Regions from separate parts of the Mus musculus genome. Here region 2 is linked to region 1. Evidence: chromatin contacts called from public Hi-C data. All regions are on one chromosome and are shown on one strand. Each heading gives the region's core, a stretch centred on a gene start, on an enhancer-like site or on the middle of the called end of the contact. The rest is flanking DNA. Distances are from core to core; before and after follow the strand shown. Region 1 holds the start of Pmfbp1 (polyamine modulated factor 1 binding protein 1). Region 2 overlaps Pmfbp1 (polyamine modulated factor 1 binding protein 1).

Region 1 (3,836 bases), core at 69-2,568:
TCTTCTGGTCTGCGGATGTATATGTAGCAGAGTGCTCACATTAAATAAATAAATACATTAAAAAATATATAAAGTGTCCATTAGGTGCTTTTTGTACACAGTACCTGATAAACTTCCTGGTAAGCAATGGAAATATGTGCTTATCATGTGTACTCTCTCTGAGGAGGCTCAGGGAAGGTGCGCAACATGGTCCAGGTCACTCCACTGTTAGGTGTGGACCCAGAGGGGCTGAGGCTCGAACTGGGGCTCTTAAATCTATGTTGTGATGTCTGCTCTCCCCATGGTGTTTCATGCTGCTTATTCCCAGAATTTGGAACCATGGAGCTTGGAAGCAATCCCTTCTTCAACAAAGATTCTCTTTCTTGTGAGCAGGCAGTTGGGAGCCTTACCTCATTCTTCAGTCCCTTGGCAGTTCGTAATTCTCCTTTAAGCTTTAGCATTTTTGTAAACCTGAAAAAGTCCAAGTGTTTAAGATGGAAAAAGCATAAATGAGTCCAGCCTTTTAAAGGATATTTTTCCCCCAGCTGGATCTATGCCCTCAGCAGGGGAGTTGGAAAACATCTCCTAAACTGTTAACAATACCCCAACTTTCCTGCCCATCTGTCTGTGTTTTCACGTGGGTTAAAACCTTTGTGAGGGAGGCAGGGCCATAGTTTTACATCTTTCCCAAAAAACCACTATGTGGCAGACTAAAAAGTTCTTGAATTTACTGTTCTAGGGAAGAAAAAGGGCTGAGCTGAACTTTCTAGATGTCCATGGGTCAGATATAGTTAAGACTTAGGTTTTTTATGGACCACACAAGATGTATATGACCTATTCCCATAATAACTCAGGGGTTGGGGGGGCAAGAAATACTAATATCCCTATTACCTAGAGAAGGAAGGAAACTTAGGCTCAGAGAGGTTAAGTAGCTTACCCAAGATCACAAAGACTCTCTTACTACTCCATGAAGCTTGCCCGCTCATTTGACCACTATGACTATGAAATGTCCAATGATAGGACTTGTTTTTGAAGCCCAGCTTGCCATGGTGGGGATTAAAAAGATAGAAATCTTGTAAAGTTTGGAGAATTATCTCAATTAAAAAGCTTCCAGTGAAACCAAAGATGGCCACACATGTACTGGTGTGTAAGTACGGGGTGATGTGGTTGAGGTCACAATGCACTGGACTTCCTAAAAATAATCTCATTCATTATGTTCTTAACTAGAGGGTTGGATGAAGTTCCCCCAGACACTTACCTGCAGAATGGTTCCAAGAATGAGAAGCCACCAAATACTCATTCTTTGTGATAAGCTACATCCCCCATCCCTAATATAAGCCAAGAAGAAAGAATAGCTATGAGGTGTAGAACTTGGAATGTTTTATGGAGCAGTATTCTGGTTTTCTGCATTCTGGGTCCTCTTACATCTTCATGCATAGAGGTGCATCATGGGAATGATGACATCGCTCCATCTTACCTGGTAAGGCTAGGTTGGGTGATTTCACACCAACAAACCCTAACTCTCAACAGCTCAAAACAAGAAAGGTTGCTTTCGCTCTGGCTACGCGTATCGTGTGGAGCTCTGCCCCACATTGTCCTGACTTGGCTCCTTATTTTCCTCAGTTCGTGGAACCCCTATTATCTAGTATGTGGTCTGTTGCTATGACGGCAGGCAGGTAACATGGTGAAGACCATCCTGGTTCATAAAGTGGAAGTGAAGCACTTCATTTCTGCTCATTGTTTACTGGGTTCAAAGAAATTATACAATCGCACCTAACTTCCTTTGATCTCCAAAGGGGATATTAGTGAACATCACAAATAATTCTCACACTAGGCAAGCCAAAAAGATTAAAACCCATGTGAATCATGTCCTATCGGAAGGCCTCATCTCTTCGAGTCCCCATCTTTGCTGTAGTAAGTGACCTGCCTGGTTTGTCCTAGTTCTCAACTTCACCGCCTTGCTGTTCTATCTTGACAAACACCTTTATTCAATAAGAACTATAAACTCCGTCTGAGCATCACACACTACAGATGTGTTCTTGAGAGTGAGATTTCTCTCCAGGAAAATCCACAGGATCATTAGCAGATGGTTCTCAAATAAAACCGCATCTAAAATTAGGCAGAAAGAAAAACCCTCACAAATCATTTTCTAGATTGCCTTCATTCCAAAGAGTATTTCGAAGGGAAATTAGAAGGCATTGGTTTCATTATTCCTATGAAATATACCAGACTGTAGCAAGAAAAAGGTCAAAGGAAACAATGATGGAATTCTGTCCCGCGAGGAAGACACTGGACTCCTGTGAGTCACTTGCAGTAACGGTGGTGGGCAGTTCAGAAATACTTACGGTTGAGAGGAATGAAGGGTTGTGTGGTACATTCCAGAGGCACTTGATGTAATGTTAGCTAGGTAGATAAGAGGCAACATAGAACGAGGTTCCGTACTCCATAAGTAGTCACCTGGAACTCTCACAATGCCCTTTTAGGAGAATGGCTGACAAACATTTTGTGCAGTAGGAGGCTCATCCCAGAGGGAACAGAAGAGTCTTCCAGATCCCTGGTTACTGTCCTTTTGGACCTAAGACTTCTTCAATGTCCTCTCTTCTAAGGCCCCTGGCTTCATGTCTTTGTCTCTTGCATCTCTGTTGAGCCCAGCACTTCTTCAAGCCTCACTGGTTACGTTTGCCCAGGGAACTGTTTTCTCCATTTCAAAGTCTTAGCTTCTGTTTTCAGTGTTTCTCTTGGTGACAGCTGTGCCCAAGGGAAAAATGATTCGTGGTCTAAATAAAAATTTAGAAGCCCCAGGGACTGGAGAGATGACTCAGAGGTTAAGAGCACTGACTGCTCTTCCAGAGATCCTCAGTTCAAATCCCAACAACCACATGGTGGCTCACAACCATCTATAAAGAGATCTGATGCCCTCTTCTGGGATGTCTGAAGACAGCTACAGTGTATTTAATGTATAATAAATAAATCTTAAAAAAAAAAAAAACCTTAAAGGCCCATGAAGATGGACTGGTAGGTAAAAGCAGTTGCCATGCAAACCTGATGACTGGCGTTTGGTCCCTGGAACCCATGTTAAGAAAGAAAACAGCTGGATATAGGGGTGCACATCTGCAATCCCAGAACTCCTATGGTTAGGTAAGGCAGCTGGAAGCTTCCGGGGCAGCCTGGAGGATGCTACAAGAGAAACAAGAGAAACCCTGTCTCAACAAGTAGAAGGTAAAAGCTGACCAAAAAAAAAAAAAAAAAACGGAGGTTGTCCTGGGTCTTCCATACGCATGGCATGCATGCGTGTATATATGCATGTATAGTTTCATGCACACACATACACACACATGCACATACAAAATAAATAAAACCTTAGCTATTCTAGTCATACTGTGCTCCCCCATCAGCCCTTTCCCAGAGCACTAATGTATGCAGGCAAGAAACAAGACTTTCTCCCACTTGGGAGTCAGCTATGAACTCAGGCAGAGAAGGAAAAAATAATCTAGTTTTCATTACACAGTCTCTTTATTATGCTCCGTTCCACCACACAACAGAAACTTCGTCTTAGCTACTTCTAAGAAAGGGTCATTATTATCAGGTAAAAATTAAGCCATATTATTTTAAAACCCTTTAAAGTCCCCTAGAAACGGAACCCTCATTTTGTCGTAATGTCTGTGTACTTACTATAAACCACATCTCCCAGCATGCCTCCTGCACAGGTACGGCTATGCAGTTAATTTTTTGGCTAACGAAAGTTGAACATCATGAGGACTTCTAAGACATCTTAAAGAGTGGAAGTGCACAACTCTGCTTCCTCTGCCCCTTCCAGTCGCCCGGGATGCTGACTCAGTGCCTGGATCCTCAGCAGC
Region 2 (4,093 bases), core at 163-2,662, 43 kb before region 1:
GCTATGCTACAGGCTTTGCAAGGTTGGATCCCAACTTAGGAAGAAGAAGCTTGGACCTCCTGGAAACGGGCCTTCCCGTCGGATGCTACTCTGTTGCTATATAGCAGGGTTTGCAAGATGGCCTGAAAGGGCCAGACCCCTCTTGTCTGATTCTCAGTTCTTGTGAGTGAGTTCTCCGGCAAGCATGTGTGACTGACTTGTCACTGTGGTTCTCAGTTCTTCCTGGCCGTGGGACCTACCCTACCTCTGTCTCAAATACTCACTTCTGCTCCTTTGCCCATTGTTCCACGTTGTTCATAATCTGGTCATTCTCCCGGTGGTGCCTGCAGGTTTCTTTGGGGGTTAGCTTTGCAGGCGGGGAGTACGGCTTTACACACAGGAAGGAAAAACAAGACGATAAGGGATGAGAACACCGACTGCTACCTCCCCCTCCCCCAAATACTGGATTCTTCTTTCTGAGAAAAGAAAAAAAAAATCAGCTCTGCTGCCCAACCTGAGGCTAGAGCTGCCACATGAGGAACCTGCGTAACTCACAGTGGTGACACCTCGGAGGAGGCACGGTTCGTGGCTGATATGTACACTGATAGTAATGATTCTCAGGCTAATGGCAGTGGAGTGACTTGTTCTAAAACAGCAGTGTTTTAGAACAAGTATAAACACAGCCAACGGAAGAAGACAACCAGGAAGAAGAGGTGCTTCTTTTTCATTTGAGCAAGGGCCCTGTGGTCTGCCGTGGATGTCCCTGCTCTGGTTGCTGGATGTGTGGCTTGTCTAGAAAGCTTCTTATCTGCTTGGATGGCAAAAACTAGCAGGACATGCTCAGAGGGCAGCAAACCAGGGTAGGGGTGGGAGGGGGGCATCTTTGTGAGTGGAAACTGATGTCCCAGTCTTTTGCTGGGACCAGGCTTCTCTTGGTTAGAAATGACCCAGAACTATCCAGACTCGGCTCCCTGCTGAATAATGCATGTGTGTGTGTGTGTGTGTGTGTGTGTGTGTGTGTGTATGTGTGTGTGTGTGTGTGTAAGTGTGTGTTCCTTCCATCCCCCCAAATTGCCCAGTCAGGAGGGGTGGAGAGGAAGTGACAGAATCCAAACTGTGCCCACCTCCTTCTCATCTGCAAGGAGGCTCTCTCTTAGGGTCGCCATTTCCTCCTGGAATTCTCGGAGCTGCGACTCCTTAGCTGCCAACATCTTAAGGTCACTCTGGTGCTGCCTCTGCCACTGCAACACCTGGTTGCTCATCTCCTCCAGCTTCTTGTCAAAGTTGTGCACCTACTCAGGAGTGCAAAGTGAGGGGATTGGGGAGGGGTAGTAGGGAAGACGGGACCAGGCAAGGAGGAGTAGACTGGCTTGGGGGGAGTACAGGGGTGTGTGCCTTTAATTTCCAGTGACCAGCAGAGGGCGCCCCTGCTCTGATCTTCCTTCCTTGCCTGCCTGTCAGTCCACAAGCAGAGAAGGTGGAGTGAACCCAGCAGCCAAAGGGTACTGGCTGAGTGCTAAATAATTCTGCCTGCAAAAGGTGACCTTGTGGACCTCTAATAGGAAGGGAGCCCGAGTGAGCGTCCCCTCCCCCACCCCCAAACTCTCACCTCTTGCTCGCTCTGCTGTTGGAAGCCCTGCAGTTTTTTTAACTCCATATTGAGCTTTTTCATCCTTTCCTCATAAGCCGCGATTTCATCTTCCAGTTGAGCTTTCCTCTCCTGGGTCTGTTGCAAGGAGCGATTCAGGCTCTTTGTCTCTGAGGTTGCCTGAGTGAGCTTTCAGCAGAAAACACAGAGTGGATTAGAGTGGCCTCCAGGGCCCTTGGTCTTCTCGGCTGAGTCTTTAGTACAGAAGGTCCCAGGCCCTCTCTGTGGTGGTGCCCATGGTCAGGCTGCAGGTGGTCCAGAGGGAAGGGGAGGGAGAGCAGGTGGCTTTCACCTCTCTTCCCAGTCTTTCATCCTTCCTCATTCCATTTCCAGTTTTTTGTTTTTTGTTTTTTTTTTTCCCCACCGATCTGTAGACATGACCACCAGAGACGGGGCATGGATTCCCCTGATAATCCAGACTTTGGGAAAAACCCTGTCTGTGAATCACCAGTGAGCGGGAAGACTGGTTCGATATTATCATCTCTGCCACCCTACAACGAAGCCGAGGACACCAACATATAAAACTAAGAGAACGCAGGCCTTCGTTGGACAGACCGCCCTGTCCGGGCAAGGGTTAAAAAGCACTGAAGAGTGTCAGTCATACAAGAAATTGACTCCTGTCCACTCGTAGCCCCCCCCCCCCGAGTTTCTTTGACTACTTCTTTGGCAGAGAGTGGGCGTGGCCTCACCTTGCGTGGCCTCACCTTCTCCAGGGCCTGTGTCAGGTCGTCCTGGCAGTTGCCCGACTTCCGCACAAGTTCCTCATAAGCTTCTTTACTAACCATGTTCTGGAAACAGTTCTTCTCTTTCTGGATAGCCGAATCCAGCTGTGTCTGCAGAATCATGATGGAATCCTTCTGGCGGGCTATCTTTAGGGAACAAGAACATCACTATCAAGGCTGTTCCTGGCATGCACAGATGCGCGACTGTAGGAGGCAGACAGGAATTGGGCGCTCTGTCATAGCTGCTGATGTGCACGCGCACATCTCCGCCTCCCTGATAGGAAGAGCAGAGCCCCTTCTGAGCTGCTTGGTATCTCTCCAGCTTCGTTTCTCTTTATGGCTACCATATCGCCAATATAAAAAAAAAAGCTCCGGAACCTGCTAAGTAGATAAGATATGTTTCATAGATGCAAAGATGTCTGTCTGGGCTGGGGAGATTGCGCTGGGGAGATAGCTCGGTCCATACAGTGCTTTCAAGGACTTGCGTTAGACTCATAGAACCTGTTTTAAAAAGATGGATCTTGGGGCTGGAGAGATGGCCCAGTGAGGACCCAAGTTCAATTCCTGGTTCTTACATAGTGGCTTACAACCATCTGTAACTCCAGTCCTGGGGGATCTGATGCCCTCTACTGGCTTCCGTAGGCATTGCATGCATGTGGTTCACAGGGATACATGTAGCCAAATCATATATACATTTACATAAAAAAATTTTTAAAAAGATGCTGGGTATGGCAGTATGCTCTTATAATCCCAGTTCTGGGGACATTAAATAAGTAACCCTCTGGGATTCACAGGCCAAGCAGACTAGCCTGTTTGGTGATTTCTAGGTCACTGAAAGACCCTGTCTCAGAAAAAAAAAAAGTCAGATGACAGACGAGGAATTATCTGAAGTTGTCCTCTGGTCTCCACATGCACCACACATATATGTTCACGAATACCCATGAGCACCTGCACACACGCAGATCTAGAACCCAACACCAGCTCACAGATATGATTCAGCATTCTGCCTACCCAGCCCTGTATGTATTTTGGTCACCTCTGCCTCCTTGTTGGACCTCAGAGCCCAACACAAAATAGGCACGAAATAGTCGTAAAATAAAACGTAAGTTTTCAGGTGTTTAGTTAGAGATTCAAATATTGTATGGTGCAAGGGGTGGGGGTCTTACTGGACACAACTTTGGCAGTTTTTTTTTTTTTTTTTTAGAACAATTCTGTGGGCTGGCGAGATGGCTCAGCAGGTAAGAGCACTGACTGCTCTTCTGAAGGTCCTGAGTTCAAATCCCAGCAACCACATGGTGGCTTACAACCATCCGTAATGAGATCAGATGCCTTCTTATGGTAAGTCTGAAGACAACTACAGTGTACCTACATATAGTAAATAAATAAATCTTAGAGAGAGAGAGAGAGAACAAGAGAGAGAGAGAACAGGAGCCAAACTAGAAACACAAAGAGGAGTCACAACTATGATTACCTTTGCTATAGTACTGAGTTAAGGAGAAAGATGGTATTACCTTGACCATAAGAAGTAGGCACTTGACAGAATTCAACACCTATACTGACAAACCTCTAACGGAGGAACCGAAGGAAGCCGATAAAGGCAGCACTAAGCCCATCGGGCACATGGTACTGAAGCCGATGCATGGCCTTAAGAGCAAAGGACAAGATGCCTACTAGCGCTGCAGCCCGTCATCAAACCAAAGATACCGCCCAATGTGATAAGGCAAGACAAATAAAACAAAGATAA

The links. Hi-C and Micro-C count contacts between places; a contact is called where the count stands out from the background.
Region 2: a Hi-C map of cerebral cortex shows a contact between it and region 1, with 1.9 times the contacts expected there. The contact joins the enhancer-like site here to the promoter of Pmfbp1 in region 1. A contact is called at or near these places in 10 of 39 promoter capture datasets (the 3T3-L1 cell line, the C10 cell line, the HPC-7 cell line and 6 more), 17 of 484 Hi-C or Micro-C datasets (the C10 cell line, the HPC-7 cell line, the N1E-115 cell line and 7 more), 2 of 115 datasets of contacts at active chromatin or transcription factors (embryonic stem cells and epiblast stem cells) and 3 of 9 other capture datasets (adipose tissue, embryonic stem cells and pancreatic islet).

The regions. Positions count from the first base shown.
Region 1 is chr8:109,491,509-109,495,344 of GRCm38.p6, reverse strand. It overlaps Pmfbp1 (polyamine modulated factor 1 binding protein 1), which reads right to left and starts at 1,318. Exons shown (of 21, transcript NM_019938.3): 1 at 1,238-1,318; 2 at 390-450. The coding sequence starts at 440. It overlaps Gm39246 (a long non-coding RNA gene), which reads left to right and starts at 1,364. Exons shown (of 2, transcript XR_879182.3): 1 at 1,364-1,459.
Region 2 is chr8:109,534,215-109,538,307 of GRCm38.p6, reverse strand. Pmfbp1 (polyamine modulated factor 1 binding protein 1) reads right to left here. Exons shown (of 21, transcript NM_019938.3): 15 at 2,332-2,496; 16 at 1,589-1,756; 17 at 1,104-1,271; 18 at 264-367. Among named protein-coding and RNA genes, the nearest start is that of Dhx38, 30 kb to the left of the region's middle. Within about 2 kb of position 1,412, at least 24 of the 459 cell types and tissues checked have an H3K27ac peak or open chromatin away from gene starts, as enhancers often do. A contact at or near this core is called in cerebral cortex, where this site is marked.